Linked DNA regions of Sus scrofa: region 2 is linked to region 1. The links are chromatin contacts, called in public Hi-C maps. All regions are on one chromosome and are shown on one strand. The core of a region is the stretch at or near the end of the contact, and the rest is flanking DNA. Distances in the headings are between cores, read along the strand shown.

What was found. Hi-C and Micro-C count contacts between places; a contact is called where the count stands out from the background.
Region 2: a contact with region 1 is called in a Hi-C map of mesenteric adipose tissue, with 3 times the contacts expected there. The contact joins two enhancer-like sites. A contact is called at or near these places in 3 of 5 promoter capture datasets (fetal liver, fetal skeletal muscle and liver), 19 of 47 Hi-C or Micro-C datasets (adipocytes, brain, embryonic fibroblasts and 11 more) and 1 of 2 datasets of contacts at active chromatin or transcription factors (skeletal muscle).

Annotation. Positions count from the first base shown.
Region 1 is chr1:90,730,027-90,734,376 of Sscrofa11.1, reverse strand. No RefSeq gene overlaps it. Among named protein-coding and RNA genes, the nearest start is that of COL12A1, 12 kb to the left of the region's middle. Within about 2 kb of position 1,671, at least 3 of the 83 cell types and tissues checked have an H3K27ac peak or open chromatin away from gene starts, as enhancers often do.
Region 2 is chr1:92,192,729-92,196,983 of Sscrofa11.1, reverse strand. All of the region lies in intron 5 of CD109 (CD109 antigen), which reads left to right. Among named protein-coding and RNA genes, the nearest start is that of CD109, 46 kb to the left of the region's middle. Within about 2 kb of position 2,288, at least 4 of the 83 cell types and tissues checked have an H3K27ac peak or open chromatin away from gene starts, as enhancers often do.

The DNA of each region.
Region 1 (4,350 bases), core at 422-2,921:
AATTTGAAAACCAAGTAACCCAGGTAGTGTTTATGTTTTTATTAACACGTTTCTGAAATGCAGTCTTGTGCCCTTACGATTTTGATGACGACCCATGAAAGTGAAGTTGCCAACATCTGGCTCTGCATTTTCCAGCAGCGCCTTTTATTCTTGTGGATTTTTACACTGGAGCCAAGGCAAGGATCTGGGCAAATCAATAACAGACTTTCACAATGTGGTCACAGTATTGGTATATTTTTTTGTAGTACTTTTACTCAACAGATCAGTTGCATAATTTTAGGAAAAAGGAATGAAACTGTATGGTGAACCTCAGAAAATGATGATGGGATTAAAGGATCTTAGAAATCAGACAACCAGCTCCCTCATATCACATTCACAGAACCTGGGAGCCAGAGCAGCTAAGTAACTCGCTCAAGATCACATTGGTCCCAGCATCTCAGTGGTGCCAGGACTAGAATCCAGGTGCCAACTGCCTGGTTGGTCTTTTTTCCACTCTTCTGGGTACCCTATTCCTGGCATGTCAGTAATTTTGCAAAACCTGTTTGGACTCATTGCCTCACGGTCTCAAGCATGGGGTTGGACTGGAGCAGTGGAAGGCTTCCTCCTATTACAGCAGATCTGCATCTGCAATCTTTTAAAATTTGAGCAAAACAAAACTTGCCACCAATAGGCAGTGACATATGCAACTGGAAGTGCCTGGCCTACCCAGCACTTTCCAGTACAGCTGACAGAGCTGCTAAGGTGACCAGATACCTTGGGGCCTTGAGCTGCTGCCCCCGAGTTCCTGCAGCAGATGCCAGAGAAGTCTGCATGTGTTCTGAATGCAGGGGAAGGGACCGACCCAGCTCAGCAGACTCCTGCCCTGAGACAGGCAAGTTCTGCTTTTTTTCTGAGACCACCTTTGAGATTCCATGAGAACAGTTGGCACTCTCTCTTCTCAGAGGGCTCTGCTGCTGATGACAGACAACAGAAACAGTGTTTTCAACAAGGGCATGAAAACCCTCATGAAAGTCAAGAGGTAGGCAGCCCACAGCCAACTTGGCGGATTTGCTACAGGAAGTCGTCAGATACTCATGCTCCTCCCTCTTATTACTCCACAGGGGAGTCCTCTACATACACATTTGAGCTGGAAGGGGAAAAAGCACAGGGCAAAACCAGGTAGGGGGAGGGGATCACATGGGGATGTGTGGTCCCACATGTGTGGTCTTCTGAGGAAGTCTTCTACCAGCAGTTCTTGAATGATTGTGATTGCATCTCTTTGGCCAAATCTTAGTCACATGGTCACATTTAGCTGCAAAGAAGCCTTGACGCTGTAGTTTCTTCTGGCTGCCCAGGTGCACATCTATAACTCTGAAGTTCTATTACTATGGAAGAAAAAGAGAAGAAATAATGGGCCTTGGGCACTGATGACAATCGAGGGGTAAATATCATCGGCAGATATTCTGTAGCCTCAGTGCTGGCCAAAGGGTAGCTAACAGGTAAGCTAGGCCAAGCCTTATCCAAGTTATCAAATAGTCCTTGTTACTGAGCTCAGATTTAACAAGACCATATCCAAAATTTTGACTCATTCCACTCAGTCTTGAGAACAAGCTGCCAAGTACAGAGGAACCTCCTTTGTGCTATTGTCTTCAGAAATTCCTTAGCTCCTACTAAGTCCTGGCCCCCACATTTAGCATAATTTGGAGATTGGCTTTACTTGAAAGCACAACCATCCTGTGAGCTAGACAGTCCATGGAAACATCAGGTCCCCAGAGAACAATGGGGCCATGGAATCACCACCGATGTCGTCACTCCAAAGACATGTGTTTTCCCCAGCGAGTCATTTACTCCATTAAAACTTCATTTCATCTTTTCTATCACAGAGGGCACTGAAAGGATGACATGACATCTTTTCTATAAACATTATGTTGGAACACACGCAAAAAGAGCAACACAAATGCAGTTATAAATAGCAAGGGAATATAGGAAAATTTCCAGGAAAATGTAGGCAGTTTATAAACACCCGTGACTTAGCTCCTCTTGTAAAAGGATACTTGTCTTTGTCTTAGAGACAACAGAAAAGTCACAGAAATTAAGAAAGCCTCCTAGCATCCCATGTCAGTTTGAATCCCACTCTAGGCTCATTGAAATGTAACTTGATAAGTTCCTATTGTGGCGCAACAGAAAGGAATCTGCTAGTAACCATGAAGTTGAGGGTTCGATCCCTGGCCTCACTCAATGGGTTAAGGATATGGCATTATAGCAATGTAGTTGCTATAATTGTGGTTGTGCTATAAATGTAGTTGCTATAAGGTTGTGGTGTAGGCCGGCAAATGTAGCTCTGATTCGACCCCTAGCCTGGGAAATTTCATATGCTCTAAAAAGCAAAAAAAAAAAGAAACAAAAAAATGTAACTTGAATATTCTTTGATGGATCACAGAACCTGACACTTAAAGGCACATCCTAGTCAGGTCTAAAACCTCACAGTTTTGCTCTCTGCATCTGAGATGGACTGTCGTAGAAAGAAATTTATGACAGTGCCGCCAATTACCTACTATAAAGTGTGCCAGGGTTTCTAAAGGCGCAGGAAGAGAGAATTTGAGAGGAGACACCGTTGATTTGGTAGGTTTGGAGTAAAAGTCAAAACTAGGTCAACGGAAGAGAAATAAATGAGAGAAGGCAATTTAAAAACTGACCAAATAGGAGTTCCCATCGCGGTGCAGTGGAAACAAATCCAACTGGGAACCATGAGGTTTCGGGTTAGATCCCTGGCCTAGCTCAGTGGGTTAAGGATTCAGCATTGCTATGAGCTGTGATGTAGACCAGCAGCTGTAGCTCTGATTAGACCCCCTAGCCTGGGAACATCCATATGCCCTGGGTGCGGCCCTGAAAAGACCAAAAAGACAAAACAAAACAAAACAAAACAAAAACTGACCAAATAAAAGACACCTGTCAAGTGTATGCCGTACTCAGCTGTGCCGCTCAGTGAAACACCCGGATCAACAACCATGCAATGCAGATAGAGCCGATAGTATTTCCTCAGCATCCCAGATAAAGAAAAGAAATCTGATGTTTAATTAGGAGGTTGCAGGATCTGCATAAAGCCACATGACTAGAAAATGGCACAGCTAGTTCTCAAACCCAAATCTCTGCCAGAAGAGGAAAACGGGCTTCCTGCCCCAGCCTCCATTCATCCTGGTTTCTGGTCTGTTTGTAGGTCATTTGCTGCATCTCTCCCTCACGGTCACACTCTGCAGTCCCCGTCTTTGCCTAGCTCCTGATGTGAACTCTTCATTCCCAGAATGGATCCCACCACCCAACTCTTAGCTGGGCCTGTGATAATTGACCCTGATACATCCTGATGGAGAGAGCCTATCAGATTGGCTTCCTGGGGACTCTGAATTCCAACAGCGTTTGAAAGTAAAAAAAAATGACAGTGCAAAGAAGGAAGTTCAAATATTGCTAACTGACAGTATGGAGGAATTATTTGGACTAATTGGTTGTTTTCAACATCTTTCTACTCTGGCAACCAAAAAAAGTCTCGACCTCAGCACATCTATCCATCTACACTGACACATGGTTTGTTTTTTTGGTTTTTTTTTGATAACTTAGTAGCACGGTACAACTATTAAAACCAAAAATCTAGGACAAATATACTTATGACATTTATTTTACAAGTATTGAACTGAAAACTGCATATACTGCTGTTAGAAATGTAAATGTAATTGGTACAACTGTTTTGGGAAAAGTTAGCATTTTATCATAAACTTAAATGCATACCCTAAGACTCAGAAAACCCAACTTACCCAAGAGAAATGAAAATATATGTCCATATAAAGACCTATGTGTGGAGTTCCCGTCGTGGCGCAGTGGTTAACGAATCCGACTAGGAACCATGAGGTTGCGGGTTCGGTCCCTGCCCTTGCTCAGTGGGTTAACGATCCGGCGTTGCCGTGAGCTGTGGTGTAGGTTGCAGACGAGGCTCGGATCTCGCGTTGCTGTGGCTCTGGCGTAGGCTGGTGGCTACAGCTCCGATTCAGCCCCTAGCCTGGGAACCTCCATATGCCGCGGGAGCGGCCCAAGAAATAGCAACAACAACAACAAAAGACAAAAAAAAAAAAAAAAAAAAAAAAGACCTATGTGTGAATGTTTTTAGCGGCCCTTATCCATAACGGTAAAAAAGTGAAAACAATTATAATATCATCAAGGTGATAAACCCATGTAGACTACACACCCGAGGGGTGTTACTTAGGTACAAAAGGGAATAAACTCCTGATACTGTCAACAGGAAGGATCTCACACACAAAAAAAAGTCAGACACAAAGGAATACAAACACAGAGGTGTGATTTCATTTACACAACAGTATGGCA
Region 2 (4,255 bases), core at 1,039-3,538, 1.5 Mb before region 1:
ATGTTTATTGTACTTACTATATATGTATAAAATAAATATATACTTACTGTATATATATATAAAATAAATATATATATATATATTTTTTTTTTTGTATTTTTTGTCCTTTTGTCTTTCTAGGGCTGCACCCATGGCATATGGTGGTTCCCAGGCTAGGGGTCTAATCAGAGCTGTAGCCGCCGGCCTACGCCACAGCCACAGCACCTCGGGATCCAAGCTGCATCTGCGACCTACACCACAGCTCATGGAGACGCAGGATCCTCAACCCACTGAGCGAGGCCAGGGATCAAACCTGCAACCTAATGGCTCTTAGTTGGATTCATTAACCATTTCGCCATGACGGGAACTCCTGCATACTTTGAATATTTTAAAACTAAGTAATAAATACATAGCTATTATTTGGAAAATTTTATTTTATTTTATTTTAATTTCTCTTTAGGGCCCACTCATGCAGCATATAGAAGTTCCCAGACTAGGGGTCAAATCCTAGCTGCAGCTGCTGGCCTACACCACAGCCATAGCAACTGGGGATCTAAGCCACACCTGTGACCTACACCACAGCTCATGGAATGCTGGATCCTTAAGCCACTGAGCAAGGCTGGGGATCAAAACTGCATCCTCATGGACACAAGTAGGGTTCTTAACCTGTTGAGCTGCAACAGGAACTCCCCCCTTTTTTTCCTTTTTATATTTGGCAAATTTTATGTCTCAGAATGATGACTTCTGATGACACTGGTCTAATGTACTTTATCTTTGTTTTAAGAATTCCAGTGACCTCAAACAGCCATCTCAGTCTTCTGTTCCCCAGTCCTCCTTTCTCCCGAGCTCTCCACCTGCTTACTGCCAACCTCTCAGCCCTGAGATAATGGGGTGGGACCGTTAAGATACCCTTTGTGTCTCTGTCTCAGCTTTTCTCCTGTGCATGTGCTGTGTTTGAAGATTACTTGAATACGTCTTAATTCTTTTCTTTGGAATTTATTAAAATATATATAAATTCACAAATGAGAGCTTTAAAAAATAATCTATTAGAATGGGGCTTCTCACATCTGACATGACAGTAAATAATTTTTTGTTGTGAGGCTGCAGTGTAGGACGCGCTGCAGCCTCTGTGACCTCTAGCCACCAAATGCCAGTAGCAGCTCTCCCCTCCCTTCAAGTCCTAACAACCAGAGATGTTTCCAGATGTCACCAAATGTTCCCTCTCCCTCCTCCATGGAGAACCACTTTCCTAGAAGGAATAATCATTCATTAGCATCCGACCTGAGTCAGATAAACATACCAAGTACTTCATAAGTTAAGTTAAAAAATTTTCCTTTAGTTAGCATTTTTTTGGGCCACATCCTAAAAGCAGAACTAGGTCCCCTTCGTCAGCCCATGGTTTTTGCACATTTGCGTGAGGATGAATAGCTCGCCGAGCCTGAGTTGCGGTTGTGCCACAGAGGAAATGAGAAGGTGTGCAAGCAGTTATGGGTGTCCACAGCAGCTGTGATGAACTACAGGTGAACCAGACATTTGAGCTTGTAGAGAAGAAGGAAAAGGTAGACGTTGGTGAGATGTGGGCGGGAGAAAGACTTGTGAGGAGGTGGGAAGTACAGGAGAACCTCGAGTATCTGGAGATTTGGACAAATGGGATACTGGAGCATGCCGAGGACAAAGGAAGCTGAGGATTAGGAAGTTTATTGTGAGTTTTAAGGAGTTAGGATTTTATTCTCAATTCTCCCTTTTTCCCCCCTTTCTTTTCTTTTTATGGCTGCACCTGTAGCATCTGGATGTTCCTAGGCTAGGGGTTGAATTGGAGCTACAGCTGTTGGCCTACACCAAAGCCACAGCGACATAGGATCCGAGCCATGTCTGCAACCTGCTCCACAGCTCACGGCAATGCCAGATCCTCATCCCACTGAACGAGGCCAGGGATTGAACCTGCGTCGTCATGGACACTCTGTCAGGTTCTTAATGGGAACTCCTCAGTTCTTGCTTTTTGATTTCACTATAGTTCCCCAGGAATCAGCTGTTTGTCTGTCTGTCCATGCTCCTGTCCATCCTCCATCAGATACGTATTGAGGGCTTATGGTGCTGCAATAGGCCAGGAAGCTAAGCCTGACCTCCATCTTCAGGATTGCTGTGGGGAGATGACTGACATGACAGGAGTGAAGTGACTACACAACGGTGACAGAAGGACATGACATGGGAAGACAGCAGAGGAGTCCCAAGGTGCAGAGTCTGTGAGGCCCCTTGGGGCTCGCTTAGGCCACCTCAAGATAAAGACGGTCTGTGTCAGTCCAAGCGCCTGAGCTTTGGGGCCAGTGGCTCCCTCTGGTGGCCCTCAGTTGTCCACTCAGTGACCCCCTCTGCACAGTGACTAGGCAGGACGACCTCAGCCCTGTGGGTGGCAGCCTCCGAGGGATTAAATTGTGCCGTGAGTGCCTCACAGAATATGCACCAGAGGAGAGAGGAGACTAGAATAGCGGAGAAAGGCTGAAAGATTTGAGGTTATAGGTTTCTCATGTAGTGGTTCGTGGCTTGTCATATTGCTTTCATATGGAAAAAAGGTACATGCTCTTAAGAAAATTGAGGTGCTTGAGAAATGAAAAGCATTCACGAAATCTGGCTTTGTTTAATGGTACCCTTACCCTTGAACGCTATGCTTTAGACGTGTTGTTTCTTAAGTTTCTTAAACTTGCCCATCCTTCCCCTGAGCCTTTCCACAGGCTGCTGCCTCTGCCGGGCTGCTGTTTTTCTACTGCTTTTCTGACTCCCTGCCTATATCCTCAGGCATTGTCTGTGATGGCCTGCTCCTCTGAACACAGCCCTCTGTGTTTCTCCTGGTCCAGTCCTGTCACTTGGACAGCAGGGCCTGGTAAGCAGAGTCTGTGTGAGGGCTTGTTCCCCCATGTCTTTAGGACCTATGCAGTGCTTTGCACACAGCCAGAGGTCAGAACTTGTTGCATGAATGCATGAAAGCAATATAATAGCCATTGGTCTCAAACTGAGTATAAAGCCCCCCTTTCCCACCTTGTAAACATCTTTATCATTTTGAAGGCACGCAGATTGGTCCCATCGTTGCTAGGGGTGATGGCATGTATTTCCTTCCAGCTTTACAGAGGTATAATTGGCAAATAAAATTTAGGATCTTTGAGGTGTACTGGGTGATGATTCTATGCTCATATTGTCGGGGGCTCCCCCAGGCGATGCAAAGTGAAGGCAGACGACTTGGGGAAAAAAATCCCTTGGTGAAAAAAAAAGTCCTTAAAGTGCCACAAGGGGTCAGTATAGTCAAAGAAGTGCTTGGGAAGCAGCCTTGGTCTCCAGTTTTGACCTTTCCTTGACTCCTTCCTGCACAGCACTCTAGGACTCCATGTTTACTATTAAACCCCTTTCCTTTAGCTGTGAACAACGATTATGGAGGAAATATATTCATCATTTAAATAATCCACCATTAGTAGACCATATTTTTATTTTCCCAAGGCAGTGGCCCATTCTCAGTAGAATTTGTAGGGAGGAGAAAAATATTTATTTTCAGGAGAGTGTTTTGAAATCCCATGAAGATTAAGGAAAAAATTTTTAGGAAAAAACAAAAACATTGTTAGGAAAAAAAATCATTAGGAAAAAACCTGGAGAGATTTTAGTATTACTACTGAAGGATAATGTATTAAAAATACAGGCTGCACCAAAGCTTTGATTTGTAGAGACTGTGCAGATAGAGTGGTATGTTTTGAATCACTTTTTCCATTTATTATCCTGTTGGTACAACACATTTTATGGGTTCCTTTGCATTTCTGCAACTGTAACATGTTTGTTTGTAGAATAAGAGTGAAGGAGTCCTTTATTATACTGTTAACCTTTCTGGGTTATATAAATTGCTTTTGAATTTCAAGTATTGCTTTTTACTTTCAGGATTTTAATTATGAGTAATTATTGGGACCCAGCAAACTTTCTAGGTTTTTCTTCTTTTTCTCTCTTTCATTGTGTAGTATATGATGATGGAGCATAGTAAGCCCTCTAGATCTTCATAGACTTTACTATGTTAGTTTAATTACATTGAAAAGCAAGATGATGATTATTATTTTAAGCCCTCTTAAAATTAGTGCAACTTAGGAAGAGCACTGACTTTTTGTTTTCTACTTATGCACATCCTGAAGGTATACGATTGTGTTGAATGGGGACTGCACTCTCCGGAGGAGGCATGTGTCTTGCCCACACTTTGACCTTTGACCTCTTGTTGTCTCTTAGCCTCTTCCATCCATTTTCCCCTGAC